2 separate regions of the Anser cygnoides genome follow, and region 2 is linked to region 1. A link is a contact called in public Hi-C data. All regions are on one chromosome and are shown on one strand. The core of a region is the stretch at or near the end of the contact, and the rest is flanking DNA. Distances in the headings are between cores, read along the strand shown. Region 1 holds the start of THNSL2 (threonine synthase like 2). Region 2 overlaps RMND5A (required for meiotic nuclear division 5 homolog A).

Evidence for each region. Hi-C and Micro-C count contacts between places; a contact is called where the count stands out from the background.
Region 2: a Hi-C map of granulosa cells shows a contact between it and region 1, with 3 times the contacts expected there. The contact joins the enhancer-like site here to the promoter of THNSL2 in region 1. A contact is called at or near these places in 2 of 7 Hi-C or Micro-C datasets (granulosa cells and liver).

What each region holds. Positions count from the first base shown.
Region 1 is chr4:5,979,233-5,986,494 of Taihu_goose_T2T_genome, reverse strand. THNSL2 (threonine synthase like 2) reads left to right here and starts at 1,823. Exons shown (of 9, transcript XM_048081105.2): 1 at 1,823-1,952; 2 at 4,129-4,356; 3 at 5,044-5,238; 4 at 5,505-5,657; 5 at 6,373-6,603. The coding sequence starts at 4,134.
Region 2 is chr4:6,091,709-6,098,259 of Taihu_goose_T2T_genome, reverse strand. It overlaps RMND5A (required for meiotic nuclear division 5 homolog A), which reads left to right. Exons shown (of 9, transcript XM_048047244.2): 9 at 712-2,440. The coding sequence ends at 775. Among named protein-coding and RNA genes, the nearest start is that of CD8A, 16 kb to the right of the region's middle. Within about 2 kb of position 2,954, at least 2 of the 3 cell types and tissues checked have open chromatin away from gene starts, as enhancers often do.

The DNA.
Region 1 (7,262 bases), core at 574-3,073:
AGCTTGAAGATATGAGTCGGGGTGCATGCTTGCCCGTGCAGCTGCAGATGCTCTCTGCAACCCTCCTAGCCCCCTTCCTGCTACGGATCCCAAACCTCACCAATATGTGAGGTTCGGGCCCGCCACCTCTGAGAAAGGCAAAAATTAAATGTTTTGATTTCTGGCCCAAACCTTACAGGTTCTACCCCAAAACTCCCTGTTTCCTCTGTAAAAACTCAAACTTCTGTGCCTGAGAGGGGAGGGGATGCATGGCTTCTTCACCTACCTCCAGTGACAGGCTTACACATTTTTTCCCTACAGGGATGTACTCCGGTAGGAAATGGCATTGCAAAACCTCAAACATCCTTATCAGCCATTTGCTGGACCTGCCCAGAATTGCTTGGGCTGTTTATAGATATGAAAGCTTTTTTTGCGTATGCAGTTTGCAGACATCAGCCAGCTCACGGGCAGAGACAGGACTAGGAGAGAAAGGCATTTTTGTGGCGTTGAGGCCATCTTTGTGCTTTATGATTAAACGTGGCACCTTCTAGTCCTGGTTGTGAGTTGGGGTCTTTTGACGTGCCCCTTTCTGAGTTTCTGCCAGGCTGTAGGCTGCAGGGACCCCCAGAGAAGAGAGACTGTGCTGGAAGAAGGGTGAACATAGAATCATATTTACGAAAAGGGATAAACCCCCAGGACACTCAGGGAGAAGATGGCGTGAAGATGAAGAACACCTTTCCCACCACAGAATCATTTAGGACAGAAAAGACCCCTAAGATCACCAAATCCAACTGAAAACTGCGACGAGTTGCTGCATTTGCTCAGGCCACCCAGCTCCGTAACCCGGCCTCCTGCCAAAGGACATCTCCTGTGCCTCCCCTTCCTCAGCTCTACAAAACAGGGCTCTTCGGAGCCGTGTTTCTTGCTGCTGCCTGAAACTGCGGCTGAGCACCGTGGCCTGGGTGCAGTGAAGGCGAAATGCCCTGTGTGAGGTGTGAGAGTGACTGCAACCAGGGCAAGGCTGCCTTTGTGCATCTCCTCCCTGGACGCAAGGCGTTGCCGCCATCTAGTGATAGAGGATTCATCGGTGGCTGGCGGAACCTGGGGTCTGCAGCTCTCCCGGGCCTGGGGATGCTTTGGTGGAGGTATAGAAAGGGCACCCAAACCCAGCTTCTCACTGCTACATATGCCTTTCTGTTTTCTTACTCTTTGCTACGCTTCAGGATGCCTTTCGTGGGTAGAGAGGTTGAGGAAATCCAACCTGGACGGATGGAAACTGATGGAAACTGTTAAAAAAAGCTGGAAAAGTGACACAGTAGCTTTGGTTAGTGTTTGCAAACACAGCTGATTTCTGATAGGCAAGTCCAAAGAGCAACTGAGCACCCATCAACTCCTCAGGAACATACAAGGTCCAAAGTGGAAGTGCACATCCAAGCAGAAACACGGAGGCACTGGGCAGTACCAGGTTAATCAAAGGCTGTTACATCTTCCAGATCTTGGGTCTGCTACCGCAGCTGACAAGGAAATGATAATTCCAAAAATGAAAGCACGGAGATTGCAGGGCAGGGCATGGGAAAAGCCCTCCCGAGAAATGGCACGGCCCACGTGCTCCTTGTGCTCACCTCTGGCCGCCACATAAGCAGTACTTAGCTCATCCCCAGCTGCAGCAGTAGCAAATGCTGACATCCGCCACGGCATTAACCCATGACCTCGTTAGCAAGAGCTATCACCACTGACAGGCACGGGGCGTAGTTAAAGCTGCATCAGCAGCCTTGAGACTATTTATTTACAAGCACAGAGCAGCAGGTATCCAGTTTTTTTTTTATTATTATTATTTTTTATATTTTTTTTTCAGGGGTCCTGTATGTGCTACATTGTAAGCTCTTCACTTGAAAAAAAAATACTTTTAGATGAAGCAGTGAAATAATCTCATGCAGCTAATTCACACGTGAGAAGTCTTAGATATATATGAGGTAAATGCCTGGAGGTGCCAGTGGTGGGAGAGGTGAGGTGACCCTGCAGGGTCATGTCACTTGTGAAGATGATCATATACGCGTTGGTAATATTGAATTATGTTGGTAACAAAAATTATCAGCTTGTGTGGGTTTTCCTAGGGATTTGATCCTTCCCTTGTTCTGCTGAAGGTTCTGCTCAAACTGTGCTCTGCCTCTGCATGAACCCCAAATTCAGCACGCTCTCATGGCAGAAGGAAGAGATCAGGGCAGAAGAGACAAACCACGTACCCTGCAGCTCTCAGTGTTTTATTCATTTCTATCATTTTGCTGTCCTGCCCAGAAATGCTATTTATTTTTTATTTATTATTTTGTGCGTGTGTGTGAGCTGCTGCTGAAACGTGATGGAGAAAAATACCCTTCCAGAGCAGGTAAACAAGGGATTAATAACTAACTGGAGCATGTATTAATAGATCACTTACCTTCTGAAAATACACAGGGCATTAAAAACTTATGGGACTGAAAACATCTATTGAGACCACTGTGGCACTGCGGGATTTGCCCTGCATGTCAGGGCCAGCTTGAGGTAAGTGGCCCGTGTCCCCAAAACAGGGTCCTCGGGTGACCCCAGGGCTTTTGGTGACTCCAGGAAGCACCAGGGACGGCCCTGGGGAGGTTTCACAACTGACTGAAGCCCGAGCTGTCCCTGGAGAGCAAGGTCCTGCCTTGCCAATTCCAGTCCCCCTGTGAACCGGCCTGGGATGGGGACAGACCCTGATCAAGGGGTTGGGAGCCCGTAACGTGAAACTCTTACGGTGAGGAGACGGGGGCAGCTTGGGTGATAGTTTGTATAATAAATTCAGGGATCTGTTGTTGGCTGGTCTCTGAGATGTGGTGAATTTGGAGACTACCAGCATTGCTCCGTCCCACTGGGTAGCCTCGCTCGCTGGTAGCCGGGCTGGTTGGAGCAGTGATGTGTTTTGGGTCGGTTTCTGGCACTTTGGAGGCAGCGTGTCCCTTCTGTCCCATGAGCTTTCTGACTCACAGCCGGTGGTAACCAGGCACCCTCTGCACCTTGCCTTACTGGGCTCCAGTCCCTGCACCTGCTGCAGCTGTGCATGCAGCCCCATACAGGCACTAACCGAGGAAAACCAGGCAAGGAAATCAAGTAAAAATCAAGAAAAGGGACGCACAGCCCTTCCCTGCCTCAGTTTCCCCACGGAGGGACGGCGCTGCTCCAAGTCACAGCCTCCCAGGGTGAACTGCATGGTGGGAAGGCACTCACGGAGCTTTCTGATCCTACTTCCTGCAGATTTAACCTTAAATTTAAACCCAACCCGGGGCCTGCCCTGCTGAACTCCGAGCTTTCCCCTCCAACCATGGACCCCCCCCCGCCCCGCGCCTGGCCGCCATTTCCCGGCCCTGCTCCCGCCTCCGCCCCCTCACGGCCCCGGAGCCGTGGCCGAGCTGATCCGGGTTAAAGGCTGGTTGTTTACCACCTCTGGAAGCTTTTTTTTCCCCCTTTGTCTGCTCTTGTGGGGCAGCTCTGAAGGGTAATTGTGTGTGTGTGTGTCGGGGGACGGGTTGGTTGCTTTGGCAAGGAGGGGAAATTTGGAAGGAACGAAAGCATTGTGCACAAGGTGCTGGGGCAGAAAGCCCTGCAGGCTCAAAGCCCCAGACCTTGCGGATACCTTTATGAAAAAGAAAAAAGGGGATCCTGGAAGTTTGTTGTACTTGTCGCGCAAATCCTGTCCTTGCTTTAACCCTTTTGAACAAAATCAGGCTGCACTAGATGCATAATCCTTCCCCCCTTTCCTCCGCTTTCTCTCTCCCTCTTACTCCCCTCCCTGTTTTCCCTGTTTCCTCCTTTACTGTTTTTTAAAGAGATTCTTATTTGCTTATTTTTATTTTAAAGCTCCAGCCTTTGCACGTAGCCTGTAGGGGACGTCAGGTGCAGGCACGGTGCCTGCTGCAGCAGCAGGGACGTGTCCGGATCAGGGGAAGCCCGACAAGAGGGCTCCTCGCAGCCCCCTGGGTGCAAACCCCACTCAGCGCTTCCACTGCCCACAAAATACCCCACAACGCTGCCCTCCGGCTGTGTGTGTCCACATTGGAGGTGTCTGGGAGGTCTGCTTGGGCGTTCCTAATGGGGCGGCTGCTCTGGGGTCCTGGCAGTGACCGTGGTGTCCCCCAACAGCACCCATGGAGTATGTCAGCACACGGGGAGGCTCGAGGGCTGTCGACTTCGAGGGAGCCCTCTTCTCCGGCTACGCTCCTGACGGCGGCCTCTTCATGCCCCGGAGCATCCCCTCACTGGACGGGGCCACCCTGCAGCGCTGGAGCCGCCTCTCCTACCCCGAGCTGGTGAAGGAGCTGTGCTCCCTCTTCATCGCGCCCGAGCTGGTCCCGCGGAGCGCCCTCAACGGTGAGCCTCAACCGGGCGGTGGGAGCTATTAGCAGGGACGTGTGTGAGGATTTTGGGGTGTTTGGATGCTTCCACCTGCATTAGCCCCATCCTCTTGCAGCCCCCAGAGGATGGAGCCAGCTGCACCATCGCCTGATCCGTTTTCTTCCCTCTTTTCCCTCGCCTTGCTGGGGCTTGTTACCTTCTGGACAAGGTGTTCCCTATGTGCTGGGGACTGTGGTGATCGCAGCAGCGGTAGCTGGTGCTGTGGCACTGCTGACTGCTGGGAAACTGCTGTGCTGGCTCCAGACCTGATATCCCATCAGGGTTTGCTGCTGCTCCATGCTTTATAACGTTTTTAAGCCATCCCTTCCACCAGAGGGCAGCTACAACCTCTGTCTCAACAGGGTGCTGTAATAAAACTTGGGTTTCCTTTATTTTATGTTTTAACGCAGTTTGCTTTGATTGTGTCAGGTTTCCCCTAGGGGTACCCACTGTAGAGCTATTGAAGGCAACAGAGCACGTCTATATTCCTCCTAACAGCTAAGAATAACTTGTTGGATATCTGTCACCTCTCCAGCAACTGGGAGTCTTTGGGTTCGCAGAAAGCTTCCCAGGAGCATAAAGAGCACAGACGCAGGAAGCCACCGATCAAAAACAGTAGTTCTCTGCCTAGTCTGACATCCTCTTTAATCCTCTTCCCTCTAGATCTGATTGACAGGGCCTTCAGCAGATTCAGACACAAGGATGTTGTCCATATGTCCAGGCTGAAAGATGGGCTGAATGTTCTGGAGCTCTGGCATGGGGTTACTTATGCTTTTAAGGATCTGTCCTTGTCCTGCACTGGGCAGTTTTTACAGTACTTCTTGGAGAAAAAGCAGAAACACATCACTATTCTGGTGGGTGAGTATTCCTCTTTGTGGGGGGTAAAACTTCTGGGCAGGTCTTTACCTTGAGAGCCATCATCCCACGGCCCACCACATAGATGCCCCAGGGTGGTACTGCCTCGTGGGTGGCTGGTGAGCGATCTCCAGCCAATGCCAGGGAAGCTTCTCTAACCAAAACCATCTCATGGAGCATCTCTGCATCTTTTTCTTGAAGTGCGACGATGCAGGTTTGACGGATGTCTTGATATTTGATTTTTTTGGTTCTCTGCTGCTTTGAAACAGGGACTTCGGGGGACACAGGGAGCTCAGCCATCGAGAGCGTGAGAGGTCAGCAGAACATGGACATCTTTGTTCTGCTGCCCGAAGGGCTCTGCACGCAGATACAGGAACTTCAGATGACCACTGTCATTGAAGACAACGTCCACGTCTTTGCTGGTTGGTATTGCTGTTGGACTGTCTATGTTGTGGTCCTGCTGCGCTGAAACCGTGACCCTGAAAGTCTCTGGGGGCTGCTGTTTTTGCAGCTGCAGCCAGCCAGGTCATTTCTATTGTGGTCACCGTGCTCAGATGTCTGGCTAACAGGAACTCTTAGCACATGTCCCCAGTTTGACAGTCAAGTGGTTCAAAGTTTCCTTTTCTTCCGGCCTCCGACTAGAGTTGTCTCCATGCAGGCGTTTGGTGTTCAGCTGCACTGGATTCAACACCATTTCTGGGAACTAAAGGGATCAAAGGTGACCCCTTCCCTCTTCCCTCACCTTCATGGGCAATTCACACCGCTAACTGTGCCCTCCCTGTGGGTCACCACAGAGTGCTTGAGCTGTCTTTTCCACTCAACCAGCTCTCACCGTGACATCTCACAGGAGATGCAGGCATTTGCCTTCCTAACAAATACGTATCGGTGTGAGCAAGAGCCCGGAGTGTATCTGCAGCTGGTAGGGACTGAGAATATATGTCAAAAACAGAAGCCAGATGGTGTCCACACTGTGCTACTCAAACCCTGGCTCATATAGCCCATGAGACAGACAGCTCAGGACACCCCTGGCTGCAGCAAACCCCATGGCTTGGGTCTGGTCCTATTTATGAGCAGAAATGCTTTGTGCCTGATGCACTGATGTCAGTAGATCTAATTTTTCCTTTCTTTTTCTGACAGCTCATGGGAACTCCGATCAAATCGATGAGCTGATCAAGGAACTGTTCGCTGATGTCGATTTTTCCAGAAAATACAATTTGATGAGCTTGAATTCAGTCAATTGGTCAAGGATTATGGTGCAGATTGCTCACCACTTCTATGCTTACTTTCGGTGTGCCCCGTCCCTGGATACCACCCCGCTGCCAGTGGTGGAAATTGTTGTGCCAACAGGAGGGGGAGGAAATATCACAGGTGAAGGGAAAAAAGATGGGTTAGATAGGGACGAGAGAGAGTGTTCTGTGACCTATGGACTAAAAGCGCTTTGCAAATGCTGGGTATTGCTGTTTATTAAAACACCCACTCGCTGGTAGGATTTCTTCAGAAGCCCTTACATTTATTACTCATGTATGGTTATTACTCATTCAGGTGTCACTGATGATTTGCAAGGTGCAGAAAATCCCAAACCACCCCTTGATGGTGACCATAGCTATCTTGAGGATGCGCACATTAGAAGAGGGTAGAACGTGTTTGGTCCAGAAAAGAGGAAAAATACTGTGGCTCCTGTTCCCTAAGTAAAACTTTAACAGAGGCGTGGAGTCCTGCCTAGTTCTACTCTGGTTTAGATGGTAGTGCACAGTCAAGAGAACCACTCCTAATTGCATAATCTGGCCTTTTAAATTCGAGTTCTTGATTGCCTCCATTCTGAAATAGGTGCACAACAGTTTTACTAAAGCAGTGAAGGATTTGATGCATTCAACTGCATTCACTGTATTTCTAGGCCACCCCTCTGAGGCAGCATTAATAAGCTGCAAGAACCCCACAACTTCATCTCTCTTGCTTGAATGGCAGCTGCCTGACCTCTCAGTCCTCTGCTCGTCCATCTTCAAATCTGGAGATTTTCCTGGGCTGGT
Region 2 (6,551 bases), core at 1,705-4,204, 110 kb before region 1:
GTGACTTCAGCCATTTTAAGCCAGTAAAATCTCTGCTACATTACTCTGGTCCCCGATCATTTATTCCTGATGCTTTCATTCATCAGCTTCAGTGACAGGACAGCTCTGATAAAATTAACTCTCTGGGATGAAAAGCCCAGACTTAGAGATGGAGAAAAATACATCAATCCTAGAAAACAATGTAGAGAGCAGATGGAATTGTATCAGTGGAGACCTCAGCAGGAAGGCCAGGCTGACCTATTTAGCCACAGCCTGCAGGAGTAATCTAAATCTAAGCGGGTTGTAAAATCACAGCATTTTGGGAACCAGAAGTAAAACTGACTGGATGTTAATCAAGTCAAACTGAAAGCTACCGGCCTGTTTAGAACGACTAAAATACAACAAACTAACCTCAGAGTTTAAATAAGATTAACCACGAAGCGTAATTTCTTGGTATTTAATGATTCAGAGGTGAGTGGGTAAAAGGTGAGGAAAATCCATAATTAGAAGAAAAAGTGTGATATGGTAACTTCTAGCGGAGCCTTAGAGTACGTTCACTTCATGCTGCGGGGAGAGAAGAGGAAGGACTGTCTCCGCAAACTCGATACCATTGTGATGGAGGAAAATGTTTAGTTCTGAGTTGTTTCAGCAGTGCGAAGTCTCCAGAAAGTGCACGGCTACTGGGCTGCTTTCTGCAGGACCGTGATTCTAACACGTTCTCTTTGTCCCCAGATTAAAATGCCCCTATTGTCCGATGGAACAGAGTCCCGGAGACGCCAAACAGATATTTTTCTGAAGAAAAGTTTCCTTATGCAGTTTGTAAGTGACGCTCTGAATTTCAGGTGCATTTCAGGAGAATTAAAACACACCTGTTCCATTTTATGCAGCAGACTGAGGACTCCTATGTTTGTATAAGCTAATGCTACAGAAACTTTGCCAACATTTAGTATATACATACCAAGTGGAAATGCTACAGAAATATTATTACCATAGGGCTTTACCTATACTCTTGGTCTCCATACCTGATCAAGTTACTACACCAGCAGTTGTCATTCGATGCAGGTTTTTGTACTTAATTATATGGTGACTTTTTACTTTTTAAAGGCAGAAATTGATCACCTCCCCCATTTGTTTAATATTCTTCCTGCTATCATTCTATCGATAACTGTCACCTTAGAGAATGTTTGTGGAAAAAGTTTTATTTCCTGTAATGTGTATATAATTAAAGGTAAATACTTCAGAAAAAAAAAGTTTGATAAATTGAATAGTGGTTATAAAACTAATTTGTATTTTTTTCGCTGAAAAAGCTGTGATATATTCTGAGTTTTTCTTTCAAGCATTTTTTCAACTTTTACATAGAATTCAAAGTAAATGTGCATATATATAAAATATATTAAATATATAGCCCTGAGGGGCTACCCGTTAAAATCCATCACTAATTTATAAGGGTGGTGTGTGGATAAGTTACTACTGGAACAGAGAGGGAATAGGAAATCCTGTTCCTTTGGTTTCATGATCAAGAAATGTTTGTGTAAGAGAATATTCAATAAAACGAAATTCTGAAGTGGAAATGCTTTTAGTTGATGACATTTGCTCTCTGGCCTTTGTAGTCATGTTCTTTGAACTTTGTATTCAGGATTAGGCTATAAATGTCATGTTGCTGTATAGTTTAATAGTCATTATAGTGTGCTATTTATAAACAGTTATCAAAACCAAATAAATTGTACAAGTATTCATTGTTAAATGGGGGAAAAGCATGTTCTGATGCAATCTACTGATCATGACTCTGCACTCGGCAGAATTGCGCCCTACATCATATATTAGGAGATAGCAATTTTTCTGTAGCTTAAACACTTTGCTTCTAGCCTTGTTTTTGTAGTAGATTATTACTGCCATTGCTACTTTTTCTGCTAAATTTGTCATATTGGTGACTAGGTAAATTTGTACTCATAAACAAGATGTAGATCATGGCAGTTAAAATCTTTTCTAGTGTGCATATATTTGTATTTATTGCACTGTCCTATAGTAGGGCAAGCAGCCATAAGGCATGCGAAGCTACATGTAAAGTTATATTTCTGTATGTGTAGTAAAAACAAACAAACAAAACCAACCCAAGCTTACATGGTTGAATACTGACACACTGGTTGAATGCACTAGCACAATGCACTACAGAGAAGACCGTCTTTGGGAAACCTACACCTTTTGCATTTGTTTGTCGCCTGCCTTGAGAGACTGAGTTGGACTCTATCGGATCGGTGGCAATGGACTGCCCTAACGAGACATTAAGAGGAGCGAGTTGAGGCACACACATTTTAAACTTTAAATGTGTTTGATACGTGTGGAAAAATGCAGGCGTGTGACTTTCTGCAAACCGTAAATTGTATTCACACTGAGTTCAAAACAACTGGGTTACCAAATGGTAAATCAACAATAAAAGGGTGAGGATATTATTTTCCATGTAGGTTTCCTAGTCTTGCTGAAATTGCTTCTAGTCTTTTCTTTGGAGTGGAATTGCTTAATGCGTTGGATTTAAATGAAATGACATGTGGACTACCTAAACAAAAGAAAAACGAGTGTAAGTGCTGCATCTCCCTTTCCGTTCTGTCACACTGGTAGTTTTTTGGCATTGGTGTGAGCTTAGGTTCGTGTTGGTAATGCCTCTAGTGCGATTCTTAGTGTACAAGAATGGCAGACATAAAAGGGCACGATGTTAAAAATTCAACGTACATATTAGAAACATTTTTAATACAGAGTGATCCTGTTTCCCCTTTTAAATAGCTCACTATAGATAAGTAGCTAATTCACAAAGCTGGCTGTTATCACAAGATCGCTGCAATTCTTCTTGCTGTCTCTGTGGTTACTTAATAATTGCCTGCAGTTTTGAAACTCCACCAACAGATGATGCTAGCAGTTTAATATAGAACGCTTATGTGCGTGTAGTAAGGGGATGCTGTGCCGGGCTTTTGTGAAACGCTGCCTACGTTTTGGCTGTTACAGCCATCCAGTCTGCCCTCTGCAGTGACGCAAGTCTGCTGTGATTTGCTTCTGGTAACCAGAGAAAGTGCTTGCACAGGGGAAAGGGAATAATGACAGGAGGTTTTCAGACTTAAAATACGGTTAGCTGATGTGTGTACACTTAACTACTGCAGCTTGGAAACATCCATGGTAGAGTATTTGATTTTAAATACCTTTAAAGTTTGAAGCACTGCGGTGGTATCTGGGCTCTGTCCCTATCACGCTCTCATACCATATTCTCAAACTGTTAACTTAATCCCTTTGCAGCGGTCTCAGTAAAAGGCTCGTGCTGCACATGGCTAGAGGGACAATACTCACCTGACACAGCGAGGTCTGTGTCCAGATCACCGTGCAGCTGCTGCGCTGGGCTTGCAATGCTGCTTTCCACCCTTCTTTGCAGACTGTGTCGCAGCACAGCTCTGTGGTACCAAGTGCACCGGTGATGCAGATGGGCTTTAAGTCAAGGTTTCTCTGACCACAATTCTCTGACAGGCTTAGCTTCTGGGTGCTCTGTCGTGGGTGTTTATAAACAACTTCCGTAGCGTTGGTTTTATGTCTTTTGATAGACTCTGTTCCAGCCTTTGTACCTGTCTTGACATAGCACTGCAGATTTCCTATTTCTAGTGGGGCTTGAAGTCTGATTTGTGTCAGGAAACACAATCAAACCTTAAAAACAGGTACTAGGGGATGAAAATAGTATAGAGCCTGTTTGACCTTAAGTGGTTGTTAAAACCTATTGAACGCTTTCAGAGTAACGTGACCGTGTCACTGTGACAAAGCTCGTGTCCTTACCTCCCATTCAGAGCTGTCGATGGTCTGCACTGTGAAGTATTTTTCAATAAGGAAAGTCTTATTCCTGCAGGGACTTCGGCGCTATAAATTGCAAGTGGACATGGCTGAACAACTGGTCGTGCCTGCCAAGAATCAGTGTGTTTTGCTTCTGAAATACTGTATTGATCTCAGCCTTCTGTCTGTAAGTCAGGTTAATTAACTTGTATGGAAGCTGCGGCAAAAGCTCTGCGTTAGAACTAATGACTGAGAGCTTCAGATCCCTGTTAACTTAGATCTGTCTCCTTCCTGTAGCTTTCATCCTTTCTTTGTAGCATTTTACAGGGTGCTGCTAACGTTTAAGGTTGAAGTTAGTTATGACTACTTGGAGCCAACTCACCAGATGTAACAGAGTAAGTTTGGGTTAGATTTTCCTTGCAAGGTTTGTTTGCCTACTGCACAAATACTGTTTTCTTTTCTGCGCTTGCCACCACAGAGGTTGATTTGTCTCTCTGAAAATGTTGTGTCCTATAACCCGTTCCCACTCTTGTAATCTCCCTTTTGTATTAGGAGAATGCAGCATAGGGAAAAATGCTTTGAGAATAGAAGAAAGAGGAGAGAGGGGCAGAGATGATCTATAATAAGGAGAACTGTAACACAGTGTTAATTAATACTCTAAATTTAATTCAAGCCTTAATATATATGTGCAAGAGAAAAGCTTAAAAAAAAATGTGTGAGGTGACACTCGGTATGACTGCATGTTTGCATTAAATTAGCAGCCCTATAGAAAAATACAGAAACTGCACTCACTTAGCCTGCTGTTAACTATTGAATCTTGCTGGGCTCATATGCAGGAACTGATGTTTTCATATCAAACTTAATTGTAGCAGTTTTTAACAGAAGAACCATCGGAATCCTCATTAAAAAGCAGTCAGAACACAAAGGTAGAAGCAGGAAAAGGGCAGGAAACTAAAATCAAGTTGGAGCACGAAATCTGTGTGGTGGGTGCACCTTCAAGGACAAGTGCACAATCAGTAAAGGAAGAGGGGAAGTCACGAAGGCTAAAATATCTACAGTAAAAAAAGTAACAGGGTAAGGAAAGGAGGAATTCAGATCGCTTTCTTAACCTATCGCAGCCTGTCATTCCTTGCCAGCAGCCTTTCAAAGTTAAACTTTTGCTCGCTCCTCCACGATTTTCAACTTTTAGGTTAAGTTAAAGGGCAACGCCCTGCTTCTTCCATACCTTTGTTAATGTGCATTAACTTTTCTTCCTTCGTTGCATGCTTTTGGGATAGCAGAATATCAAGGTAGGGTATGGGGAGGGACGGCTCTATCTGTATCCTCCAAATACAGAAGCCCCGGTAGGCTGGCCCAGTGTGTATTCTACTTTACAACTAAGAATTTTTTTACAATCTTGAGTGTTATTTTTGAATGTAGCTAAACGGCACAGTTCCAGTGCAAACTCGAACGCAGACTCGGCACTGAAGCTGCGGGGTGCTTTGACCTGGACTGGAGTGAGCAAAGCTTAGGTGAACTCAGACTTTGAAACAGACACCCACTTTTCTCCTCCGTTTTCTCTCCCTCGTGTTTATTTTCATATTTCTTGGTGATGCTGCTGTTGGTTTCTTCCTTATAGTGTCAAGTTAGCGGGTTTTCTTTGGTTAAAGTATCAGGGAGGTGGGGGAAGCTGCAAATAGCTTCTCCGTTTTTCTTTAGCATCATCATGAGACGTTTGCTGCAGAGGGAGGAAAAACATACACAATTATTCAAATTTTTTCCTAAATTCCAGTGTTTTCCAGGGTTTCTGAATTATTTAGAGAGATTTCCAAGAACGTGGAGCACAAGCAAAAATGTAAACACTTTCCTAGAACAAAAACAATATTGCATTTATTTAACAGAGCCCGGGATGTCAATCCAGTGATGCATAGGTCATGCTGACCCTGCGCATCAAACGGGTTTTATGTCAGATGAATTGGAAAGAAGAAACCCGGTTACAGGAGGCTCGTATTTCACTGTCTCTTTACAGTTCTTCCTGGACACTATCGGTCACTGTTTCTTTTACCTTATCGTGCTTTTCTATGCTGAAGGGGTATGGTTCCCACGGGGTGGCTCCCAAGCACTTGCATGCCGTGCGGCGTAGCTTTAGTCCAAGGAGTCAGGGCTGAGCCGAGGTGCCTTCGCTGCAGCAGTGAATACAGCCTTGGACAGACGAGAAGGGACTTGAACTGGCTCAGAAAATCACTCAGAAAATACTTTGGAGTAAGTGAACCGCTGGATGAGGAAGAATCGGTGTCTAACAGAGGCAACAAATTCAGGAGGCTTTGTGTTGTGAGGGTGTCTGATGCATCCCTCAGCTTCTTAGTTTTCAGTGACCACCTTGTATCTTTTTTCCTTCATTAGTTGAGGTTCTGTCTAAATCATAAATCAGCTCTTATTCTTTTGACTGTTATCCCCTGTGTTGTTTGCCCTTAGCCCATCAGCTTCTGATGAAGCTCTGAGCTACTCCCTGCTAGGTAACCCTCAACCTCTGGACAAATTTATTTTTTCTACTTGTCTTTCAAAATCGTTCGGCATCTCAGACTCTTGTTTGCTTCGTATTAACCCCAAACAGCTCCCGGCCATTTCCTCTGCACCCAGTGCAGCCGCCTCACCCTGTGACCTAAACACATGTAACTGGCAAAAAGCTATCAGATTTTGTAGGGTCAGTGCAACACCAGCTTCCTGCACAGAGAAACGAGCTCCCTTGAGCTGCCTCTCTAGGCTCCAGCTCCGGCAGTCCTCCCTGCTTT